Regions from separate parts of the Mus musculus genome. Here region 1 is linked to region 2. A link is a contact called in public Hi-C data. All regions are on one chromosome and are shown on one strand. Each heading gives the region's core, a stretch centred on a gene start, on an enhancer-like site or on the middle of the called end of the contact. The rest is flanking DNA. Distances are from core to core; before and after follow the strand shown.

Region 1 (5,736 bases), core at 2,176-4,675, 36 kb before region 2:
AGCCTAGGCAACTTAATGAGACTCTGGTCTCAAAAATAGATAGATAGATAGATAGATAGATAGATAGATAGATAGATAGATAGATAGATAGATAGATTAAAACAGCTCCAAAAAAGAGGGCTGTGGCTGGAACTCAGTGGTAGAGTGCTTGCCTAGCATGTGCAAGGGCTTCCCTGTGTATAATCCCCAGTACTGCAGAATGAAGCAAAACAAACCAAACTTGGTGTACAATACAAGTCCGTGAATGCTTTCAAACACACTTTTGAGTCAAAATGCAGACACAGTAACTTCTATGCAACAAGAGAGATAAAGCTTAGCAATGAGGCAGTAGGAAATTTCTGGAGTAGAGGGTAAGAGCTACAAATCAGCCCTATTTCCCAAAATGCAACCTGTCCCTACAATGCATTTCTTCTCTTATTCGCAACAGTTAATATAGCATGGCACTATGGCCTTTGGCTGGGACCATTATTTCATAACTTTCTATGCATCTAAGATCCGTCCCTAAATTTCATGTATTCCCTAGTATTCCAATAAAGACCTTCTCTGATGTTGGAAAACATCTAGAGGTACAGTCTCTGAGTTCCCTTATGCTCTCCCCCCACATACACACACGAAGGTGCATAGAGCTGGACCTCGGTGCACAAATACAAATCCTTTATTCTGTGTGATTAGACAGAGAGCTGACCCATGTGCAGCCAATCAGGTTGCTTTTCCTAGGAATCTGATGCTGAGATGCATAGTTACCCATGCACTGAAGCATGAGCATGTAAGCAAGGATGGAGAGGATATGCACTGGGCACATCTGAGGATATGCATGCTGTGGCTGACAGCCAGCATGCTTCTCAGCTCAAGCCAGTACATGGATATGTACAGAAGACCAGTCACATCTCCCAGAGCTGCACCTGCTACCCAGAACCTAATTATCTGCATACTAGAAACCTCCTTTAGGCTGGTGTTGATCCACACGGGGCCCCAGTTGTGGAGTTCCATGTTTCTCCCACTGGAATAACACAGGGAAGCTTGAGACCAGCTTGGCCTTCTCTCTCCAAATCCCCATTCAATATCCCACTAGTCGCTTTAGAAAGGAAAACTCAAAGTGGGATGTACTCATCCACCCTGCGTACCTCGGGTCTGCCAATGCTTCTGCGCACACGTGCTCCTACCCCCTCTGACTGCTCCCGGCTGAGCACTGAGAGAGTAACCTTTTTAGAGGATGCCATTTTGAAGTTTATAAAGAAAGTTCTGATGTTGAGCTGTAGAAGATGGAAAGAAAGAAGAAAGACAATAAACAACAAAAGAAATCACAATGGAGGAAATATCTACAGATTATAAACTAAGGATATTAACATTAGACTTGCTCCAAATCTTTATAGTGGCAATTTACTGAATACTGACTATGATCATGGCCTAGATTAGGTGATTTTTAGAAACACAGCTATGGTGTGCATGTATTAGTATTTACGAGGTACCTAGAACCCTATTATTAGCAGTTACCTCTTAGAATCCTGCAGTCATCTTGTCCAAAAGTTCACAATAGCAACTCTTTGGAAGAACTCAGCAGGGATATCTAAAGAACATTTTCTACGCTTCCCTTCAGTGGCAGGCATACTTGACCTCCTCACACCGTGCACACACCCTTCAATGGCTACCCCACGACATGCGGTGGAAGATGGAAGTGGGAGCTCTTTTGGTGATACTGGAAGCAAATGGAAAACACTAGGGGTATGTGACTCTCACCAGAATATGATGATGCTGGCATGGAAGGAAATCTGCAAGGGCCACTGAATTCAAATACTCATCTATCTCTAAAGTCCGTGGCCATTTTTAAAAATTCATCTCTTAATAATATTAAGCATGTTTACAATGCGGGTTTTTTTAATCATAGCAACCCTTTGTTCCCCTTCCAACTCCTTTCAGACCCCTGCTCCACATCTCACTCCCAATGTAATCTTGTATTTTCCATAGCCTACTGAGACTAAGTGATGCCCATTCTTATACGAATGGGTGTTGGGTCATCTACTGAAGCATGGGCATCCTAATAGGGGTCAGTTCCTTAAAGAGAACTGACACTTCCTACCCCAGCAGCCTCCAACTGCCCAAGTTCCTCAGTTAGGGGTGGTACTTCGTGGAACCTTCTCCCATCTGTGTTGGTATTCTTACTGGCTGACTTAATTTTATGTAGATCTTGTGCAGGTAATTTTTTAGGCAAGAAATCTTTGAACTTCTTAATAAAGTCCTCTAAAGCACAGACAAACCATTTATGAAGTACCCCAGGCAATGGAACCGATGATTCAGGAACAACACATATACTACATTTATTATTCAAAAGTGTTCCATTATTGATTGAAGTCTAAGTCCTAACCAAGGAAATATCACACAACAAATACAATCACCCCCCCCCACACACACACACACACACACTTCTAACTTCAGGTGTTTGCAGACAAGTAATTCCAAGCCCCAGATCTGATCACCATATGAACTCTAACCAATCCTTCAAAGATTCCTTAAACTAAGAGAAGCACTTTAATAACAGGCAGATTCTGGAACTGGACACCTCAGATTTACATCTCAGTTTTGCCACATTCCAGGCTGCTTTCATTTGGGATGCTGTGTGTCTCAGCTTTTCCATCTATACAATGGGATTAAGAAGCGTCTGCCTCAAAGGATGTAAATAGGGCTGTAAGAAAGTGAGCTGCTGTTCTTTATAGGGACTCAACATAGAAGCACCCTTCAGTTTGTGAAGGCAGATCCTAAAACGGATCCTCTCTAGCAGGCAAACAACATGCATCTATTGGGCCATGAAATGTGGGAGACAGAAATGAACTTCTGAGTCCAGCCCCGTAATCATCCACACATAAGCGACTAGTAAGTAGTTTTGCCTCCACCTAATTTTTCTGGCTTCTTCCAGACTCCCACATTTAGGCCCTATACACAGGAACAAGGATAAAGCAGTTAACTAATTGCAGTGTGTTGCCAAGAGAAAAACCAAGCTATCATCTCAAATCGTGGTGGCTATTTAAGCATTTCCCTCCCTCAGCTCCCCTCCGAGCCCCAGTAGTGAGCTGGGAAAGACAGCATCATGAAAACTGGTCGGAGCATTCCTCCCACCCCCAACACACACACACACACATACACACACCACTCTCACGAGGGCTGAGTTCCCCAGGCCACTCACTGGGCAGTAGCGCAGGCCCAGGAGGGAGGCCACAGTCGGAGGTGCCTAGACTCCACAGCGGCAGGGACACAGCAAAGGGAGGACAGGTTTGCGGAGCGCCAGCCGTCAGTCAGCGTGACTCAGCGCTTTGTTGCGGGCCTCCAGAAGGCGGGAGTCTCTAGGTCTCAGGGGCCTTGGACCGGGGGACACACCCTTTATTTACCCTGGGTTTGGATTCTCTGACTCCGCCCCATGGCTCTCTGGATCTGCCTTTTGAAAGTCGGTCCAAAGAGTGATGCGCACCCCGGCCTCTTGGGGGCGCGCTGCCCGCCTCCCAGGAATGTATGGGACACTCAAGTGCTCTGCAGCCCCTTAGAATCTCTTGGAAAACCTGTCCTCACTCAAGTCATCTTGTCACCCAACGCTTCGTATGAGCAAGAATGTTTTCTAACCACTTGTCCCGTTTGGGGGAGTGACTCAGCCTCTCTATGCATTATCCCCAGTGAAATGAGCGTGGTAAAGCTGACAGGACCAAGACTGTAAGGCTGTAATGAGAATGAAATGAGCATGTCTCCGCATAGGTACTACACAGTTATCTCTCATAAATAAATACGCTTCTTGCTGTTTGCCAATGAGAATGGGGCAGAGGCAGAGCAGATGTAAGAACCAAAGAATCTCTGTTCCTGCTGAAAGAGAAGGCACACTCTAATAGGGAATCATAGAAGGGCTTGAGTTTTGTTGGGCTTCAAGAGCAGGCCTTAGAGAGTTAGCCTCAGGAGGTGAGGGTTTGTCCACAGCCAGGAAGCAATCTAGTTTTCCTAGGACTTTTAATCAGAAGACAGGCTACCATACGCAATGTTCTTTAGATACCCGGAAGTTCATTGTCTTTTCTTGGAAAAAGAGTGAAAGTGATGCCTCTTTAAAAAAAACAAAACAAAAACAAAACTACGAGCCTGGGAAACTGAAAAGGAATAAACAGTAAATGTCTTTTTACTTTCCAGCTCTGTGGGTCTTCCGTGGAGACTGCTCCCATTTGCTTTTGTAGCCAGAAACAGCCAGAGACAACGCCTGCTGAGTGTGGTGGCTGTGTTTTAATAAAAATTTGATTTTGGATAATGAAATTAGAATTCATAAGATTATGTTTTGAATTCGTACAATTCTCAGCTGTCATGAAAGTCTTCTTTTGACTTTATATTTCAGCTGGTTTTTGGGGGGCATGGTTCCCCATATCCCCGGCTGGTCTTACCTCCCTAGAGAGCCTAGGATAACCTTGAACTTCTGACTTTCCTTCCCACAGTTCCCAAGTGTTAGGGTTACAGTGAAGCATTCACCAGCGTGCCCAGTTTTACATGGTGCTGGAGACTGAACCCGGGGCTTTGTGTATTCTAGGCAAGCAATCTACCAACTGAGCTAGATCCCCAAGCTCTTCAACCTCAAGATGTGAAAAGGCATTCTTACCTTTCAGACTACAGATTTCTGCTGTAGAAGAATGGGGAAGTGGAAGAACAAAGACTTTTCCTTGGTGCTCAATTGGGCAGAACACACTAAAAATGGGAACAGTAGAGAGGAAAATATCATGGCCTTTGTACAAGGATGACATGCAAATTCATAAAGTTGCACTCTCCCCTCCCTGCCTCAATTCATGGCCACACTTGGGTGTATATAGTCTTTTCTTGAAATGGCTATCTGTCTTCCTTAATGCCGATACCCAAATCTATATTAAAACGCATTCACAATAAATTCTGTTTTTTAACTCTTTTCCCTGAGCTTTTCATATCAGTGGGGTTCAAACTGACTCTGCCTACCTTCAGCAATTCAAGACTAACAGATTATGCATGCAAACTTCAAACTGCTGTGGACTAATAAGGTATTGGTACTTCCCATCTGTAATTATTTCTGAAATAGTTTCCACATAAAACAGAAGTATGAACACCCTGGCTGGCACATTACAGACCATATAAATAAACTGTCTTGTATTTCCTCAACCAGTCCAACGTTCAACCAGGTGCTGGGGCTTGGACTGCAAGCTTTGCCTTCACACTCTTTCAACACAAAAGCCTGTGGATTCAGAGAGTTCAGCGCATCCAAACCTTCCCATTTTGAAGGCCTCTATCCATCTTCCCCAATCACCACCCACTCCTCCTGCCTTCAGATTCAGCACTGGCCAAACCATTTTTCAAGTGGCAGGCAAATAGAAAGCAAATGCCTGGAGCCCTCAGTGGCTTCTCACTGGCTTGGGAGAAAGTTCTTTGATGTCTTTGAACGTTCTCAGCCCCAGCCACTTGTGTGGCGGTGCGGAGGGATGAACACACATACACACCTGTCTCTTGTTAATTTCCTGTGCCTGTCTAGAACTTGCCTTACTTCACTTTCACTTCACTTTTTGGCTCTTGCTTTCTATGTCATGCTCTCTGGACAACCTGTGCTAATTGTTTCCTCAAGTCTAGGAGGACATTTGACCTGAAAATCACCTATATATTGTTTTCTAAGGCCATTGTTTATTGATTTTTTGGAAGATCCCCTTTTCCTACAATGGGCTGAACAGTAGCTTCTACCTCACAAGTTCGTTCTGAAATATG
Region 2 (5,571 bases), core at 701-3,200:
AAAAACATTCTCAGATTCTGCAAATTAGGACATAGACATCTAGGGAAGCCATTTTTCAGCCTACTGTATCAACAATATATTTTCTGTTGTATCATCTTGATGAGTGTTTTGGCAGTTTCCATTTTATCCAATTCTAATTATTCTACTATGACCATTTTTTTTTTACACATCGTTGGATTTTTGCTACTGGATATAATATATAATTGCTGCCCTATAGGTTAGAGACACCCAGCCTTACAACATTCTGCAAATGAGTTCCCAGCTAACAAAAGCATGAGTGAACGGTGGTTCTACATCCTTGTTGATGCTTAATATTGTCTCTATGCCTCCCTCTTTTCCTTTCTTCCATCTTCCCTCTTTTGTGTAGGAACCGGCATATATTTTATTCATGGGTCTGTATCTCTTTTGTAATATGATAAAATCTCTTGTTCTGCAAAGCTGAAGATTCCAAGGGCAGTTCCCGTTCTCAAAATGGATGCATCATCTTCAGGTGCCATTCTACCCCAATATGACAGCTATTCAAAGAAAAGTTGTGGTTCCCAGCCAACCAGCAACATACGCTATATTCCAAGGGAAGACTGCCCTGACTGGTGGCAAGTAAGAAAACTGAAAAGGTAAAGCTAAGCATTTAAGCCGGCTCCCCAGAATATGAATATAGAGTATAGAATGTCTATTGTCCCGTAGCCTCAGACTACAGCCTCAAAGCTGGTAGTGCAGGCCTTAGCTGAACTAGGGTGGTCATTTCCAGAAACATTGAGTACTTGAACTAAAAGAGTAGGGAAGCCCAGTGGCCCCTCTGGAGCTGAGAGTATATATTTCAATGATCCTATCTAACATTCCTCATGATCGCTTTAGCATTTTAGTCCCTCCCCTTCTTGCTCCCAATTCCTCCAAATAACTGCCTAATCCTAAGCATAGAATCTATAAGAGGTCTCCCTTATATAAAAGGGTGAGTTTACGGTAGGCTTACTTAGTCCTTTCAGGTTTTCAGCCAATGATGCTATCCAAACTCAGAATTGAAAGTATATTGAAAGTGAGTCTGTCTTTGGGGTCTTGGTGCTCAATAAGTGTTTAACTGACTAGCAACTGGTCAAGTGTTATCCCTTCCTTTTTTGCTGCCTTAGACTTCAGCCCCACCATACTGTCCACTCTGTCATTCTCAGAGATGTCAACTTCCTTGCCAAGGGCTGCTGGTGTCTGTCTCTACATAGACTAAATGCAGAGCCTATCTCTGACGCATAGTTTATCTCCTACTCCTTGACTCTTCTTACCCTCACTATTTTTACTTAAAGCAAATGCCTTACTGTATACAGAGTCATGTGGAACCTGAAAGAACGTAAGTATATACCATTGGATTTAAATGTCTTTAAAAATAATAAATTGTGGTTTTCCGCTCTAGGGTACAACTAGTTTCCGAGTGCATTGTCTATACCCAACTGCGGAGGCAAGGCTACATTTAATTGTCTTTTGCCCCGTTCCCGTATAGATCTAGGCTGGCAAGATGGCTGTCTGCCTGAGTATCCAGTTCAGGGCATGTCACCTCTGAGGCTCTGAGTTCAGTCCCACATTTCTCATGATTGAAGGAGTGAACTTGCTACTTCAAGCTATTGCAAGTCTCTCCCTCTCTCTCTCTCTCTCCCTCCCCCCCCCTCTCTCACACACACACACAAACTGAATGTAAAAACAAAACACAAGGCTAAATAAATTGCTTTGCCTTTTTCAATGAGATTTTCTGACATAGGAGGAAGGCAAACGTCTCTTCTGGGGGTCGGGTAGACTGGTAAAGAAGGTGGAGAGGAGGCATTTTAGAAACGAGGGCATTTAGAATTCTCTTGGCATATCTTAAAACAAAGCCAGAGGATCGTTTCCTTGCCAAAGCAGCCTGCCCCTGTGAAGGCAAACAGGAAATGGTGTCTAAATTCCAGACAAAGAAACCTTTGGACTTGAGGAGGAGGTAAGCAATTCCTCGTGCTCTTAAAAGCTGAGCCTATGAGCCGCAAAGGTCTACGCTAATCTTGCTGCTTCATCTGTGTCCGGAGGAGTTGCAAGTACAAGATTTTTAGCTCTAATCACACCAACAGAGAGGAGAAAAATATACATAACAAATATGTAAAGGACAGAGTGGTGCACATCCACAAGAGAGCAGAGCAAAGGTAGTCAGGCCGTTTCCTGATCCAGGGCTCCTGCTGCTGAAGTTAAGACCTAGCTGAAGCAAATCGCTTTGTCAATTAACATTCAATCATCATACACTTTTAAATGTACCGTCAACAACAACAAAACCACCCAGCTGTCACCTCAAAGGGGACAAGAAAGAGTTTAGAGCCAGATATGAGTGCCCATGGCCCAGGATCACAAATTGAGCTCACCTCAAATTCCATGTTCTAATGAGATAGCAATTTTATGAACTTCTCATAGAAACAGAACAATAAAAAAAGCCATGAAGCAAAACCATTTTCAATGGGTAAAAACCTAGTGGTGGAGGTGGTTTATAGCAAAGAGGGAGGGAGCGCCTGTGTTATAGGCCTCAGATGTTACCAGATGACAATTTAACTTTGGGGTTTGTAGAAGCTAATGGTTGCGAAGTCTCACAAAACCAGCAACAAGTGGCTAAGCCAGGTGCCTGTTAACATACCAAAGCAGGCGCTGGCTAACTCTCCCAGTGTCCATACAATACCTGTGGCCCTCCCAGCATTCCCCACCCCAACCTCTACCCTAAATGCCTCCCTCGCTGGGAGAAACTTAAGGCTTCCCTTCGCCTAGCTTCTCTACCTCCTATGTAAGGCAGGCTACACTTTGGCCTGGGCTGCTTCGGTTGGTCGGCCTAATCCTCTCCCGCTCCTTCCCTCCTCTCTTGGTCTGGTTTAGTCTGCTGGCCGTGTTCACCCTGGACTCTTCTCTCTGCCTGCTTTTTGCCTTGAACCTACAATAAAAATCTCCATACTCTACGAGTAGTGCTGTCCTTTTATTTCATGTTTCCAGAGGTCTGTTAAGTTAATACATTCCAGGTTTTACTGTCAGTCACAGGGATGATTGGCCATACACAGAGATGGACAAGGGCTGGCTGACAAGAGAACTAAAGATAGCCTGAGATAGATAAAACAAAATTAGGTTCTGGATATGCACCATTCCAGCGTCTCTGCAATCGCTGACGTTCTAATCTGCTAGCCTTGCAGAAGAGCCAGTGGAAGGTATGACTGCTCTCTAAGAACCTTCATTTTCACCACACTAATCATATCCCTTTACTGGCAGCGAGGAAGACATTGCATGCAGTAACCAACTGGAAAGAAATATCGCCTCTCACAGCACCTCAAAGATGTCATGGTAAATCCAATTGAGACGCTACTTTATACTCAAAATTTACTTCCGCTTGCAGAAAAAAATAAAAAACTAACCACATTTGAAATAAGTTTGCAATGAGGCTTTACATGCAAGGTAAATATAGTCCAAAAATATCCATGTAATTTGCCTCTGAATTACATATGTGGACCTCACTGAGGTTTCCTTAGTTAAGGTTTTCCTCACACTGATTATATCAACTCTTCAGTCATGAAGTACTCAAGTACTGCGATATGCTGGCTCAGACAACTTTAACAAGTGAGAAAGCAACCCAGAATAAATCATTCCCTAAGAATAGCTCTGTCCACATCACCAACATTTTAAAAACATTATTATATTATATATTTTTTATTTTTATGTGCATGAGTGTTTTGGCTGCATGTATGTTGTGTACCACATATGTGTAGTGCCCACAGAGGCCAGAAGAGGGCACTGGATCTCTCGGAATTGGAATTACAGCCAGTTGTGAACTGCCATGTGGGTGCTAAGAACTGAACCGAAGCTCTCTGTGAGAGTAGGGAGTGCTCTTAACCACCGAGCTACCTCTCCAGGCCCAGCAGCACATTTTTAAACGTTCTACACTAGCCATCTTCGTAGGAATCTTCATGTGTTTCATAAGGTTAACTCTTCAGAAAGGGTCTAAATAACCCGATTGAATTCCCAGGAGCCTCTCCTGTTGAAGCGGTGTTCTCTTCCTGCACTGGCCACAGATGTAGCTTGTGAATGACCAATTTTTCACTTTGCTGATACCTTTCCCAAGTGCAAAGGGGAAACTTAGAAGTCTAGATTTTGTCTATGAGGATACAATAACTTGGTATTTCTGTACTAAGTGGTTGTATGGTTTCTTGCTGTACTAGGCAGTTGCATTGTTTCTTGCTTTCCTTGTTTGTTTGGCATTCATGCTGTTTCTCAACTCTTCTTAAGGGGATTCCCTGAGTCAAGTTCATCAGAAGAAGAGGAAAATCTGCATGCTTATGAGTGAGTGTTGAAAATCTTGTACGTTTTTCTAAAACTAGAATTAGATGTTTTTATTTGATTCCTTAAAGGTATTAAAACAGATGGTTAGACTCTCAGAAGATTGCACTTACGTGGGTAAATTAATGTGAGGCTCTGAGCCATTTTTCTAAATGGCAGGTGGTAATGAACTTAGTTATTATCAGTGAGGATGTTTTTCCCCAGTCTGGACCATCTAAATCTGCTGCATATACTCACTGGATTTATCATGTGCTGAACGTTCTCATTTCATAGATAAATAATATAATGGTTCTGCTCATTAGTTTTTTTGCTGGATCCCTCTAATCAAGGTAACATTGGAAGCTCTTACTAAAGCATTTGTCATGATGCACTAATTTCACACAGCAGTGCACTGAGCTACTCAACATAACAGCATTTATGTATATAGAGTCTTATTCATAGGATGACCTTATTATTTGACATTAAAGTTGAGATTCCTGACAGAGAGATAAGTTCCAATAGTTATCTGGCACAAATTCATCTGTCCTGGGAAAATAAGAATAAGTGGTCACTGAAACTATATCCTTGGGTAGGCCAAAGGTTAAGCAAGGCCTCTTTAAGGATCTTTCCAAAATTCAGGGATTTCTGTTATTCTATAAATATTGACTTTATTAAAGATTTGTGATAAAGAAAAATTAAAACAGTGTATCATACTGTATTTTGAAGTCACTCAGCGTTTAGAGGACTTCAGAGAGTTTTAGGATTCATATGGACACTAGGATTCCATATGCTCTAGTTCTCTTCTGAGTGAGTGCTAGTATTTGGTTACATGTCAAGTGAGAGCTTTTACAATAGACCTATATGTTCCCTCTTCTCCTTTTACCTGTAATCTGTCACCAGGTTCTAAGCATAACTGTCACATTAGGGAAGATGTGGTATAGCCTCCATTCTCTTGTGCTTCTACTTCTTTTCTACATTCTAGCCTCCTATTATAGTTAATTTAGCTATCAACTTGATGGAAACCTAGGAAGAGAGAACGTCAATTGTAGAATTGCCTCCATCAAAATGACCTATGAGCATGTCCATGGGGGCATTTTCTTGATTGATAATAAGTGGGAGGGTCCATCTCAGCTCACTGTAGACAGTGCCACCCCTGGATAAGTGGTTTTGAATGCTACAAAAAAGCAGCAAGCCATGGAAAGCAAGCCAGTAAGCAGAATTCCTTGGTGATTTCTGCTTCAATTCTTGTCTCTGGGAGGAGAGCAAATCTTTACATTGTCA

Evidence for each region. A called contact is a pair of places that touch in the nucleus more often than the background predicts.
Region 1: a Hi-C map of liver shows a contact between it and region 2, with 5 times the contacts expected there. The contact joins the promoter of Pir here to the enhancer-like site in region 2. A contact is called at or near these places in 2 of 39 promoter capture datasets (liver and macrophages), 11 of 484 Hi-C or Micro-C datasets (ECoMG-derived neutrophils, differentiating embryonic stem cells, embryonic stem cells and 4 more), 3 of 115 datasets of contacts at active chromatin or transcription factors (embryonic fibroblasts and embryonic stem cells) and 3 of 9 other capture datasets (adipose tissue, liver and pancreatic islet).

Annotation. Positions count from the first base shown.
Region 1 is chrX:164,267,120-164,272,855 of GRCm38.p6, reverse strand. Pir (pirin) reads right to left here and starts at 3,425. Exons shown (of 10, transcript NM_027153.3): 1 at 3,179-3,425; 2 at 1,125-1,253. The coding sequence starts at 1,220.
Region 2 is chrX:164,229,945-164,235,515 of GRCm38.p6, reverse strand. It overlaps Bmx (BMX non-receptor tyrosine kinase), which reads left to right. Exons shown (of 19, transcript NM_009759.4): 7 at 439-614; 8 at 3,250-3,321; 9 at 4,261-4,314. Among named protein-coding and RNA genes, the nearest start is that of Bmx, 25 kb to the left of the region's middle. Within about 2 kb of position 1,950, at least 9 of the 459 cell types and tissues checked have an H3K27ac peak or open chromatin away from gene starts, as enhancers often do. A contact at or near this core is called in liver, where this site is marked.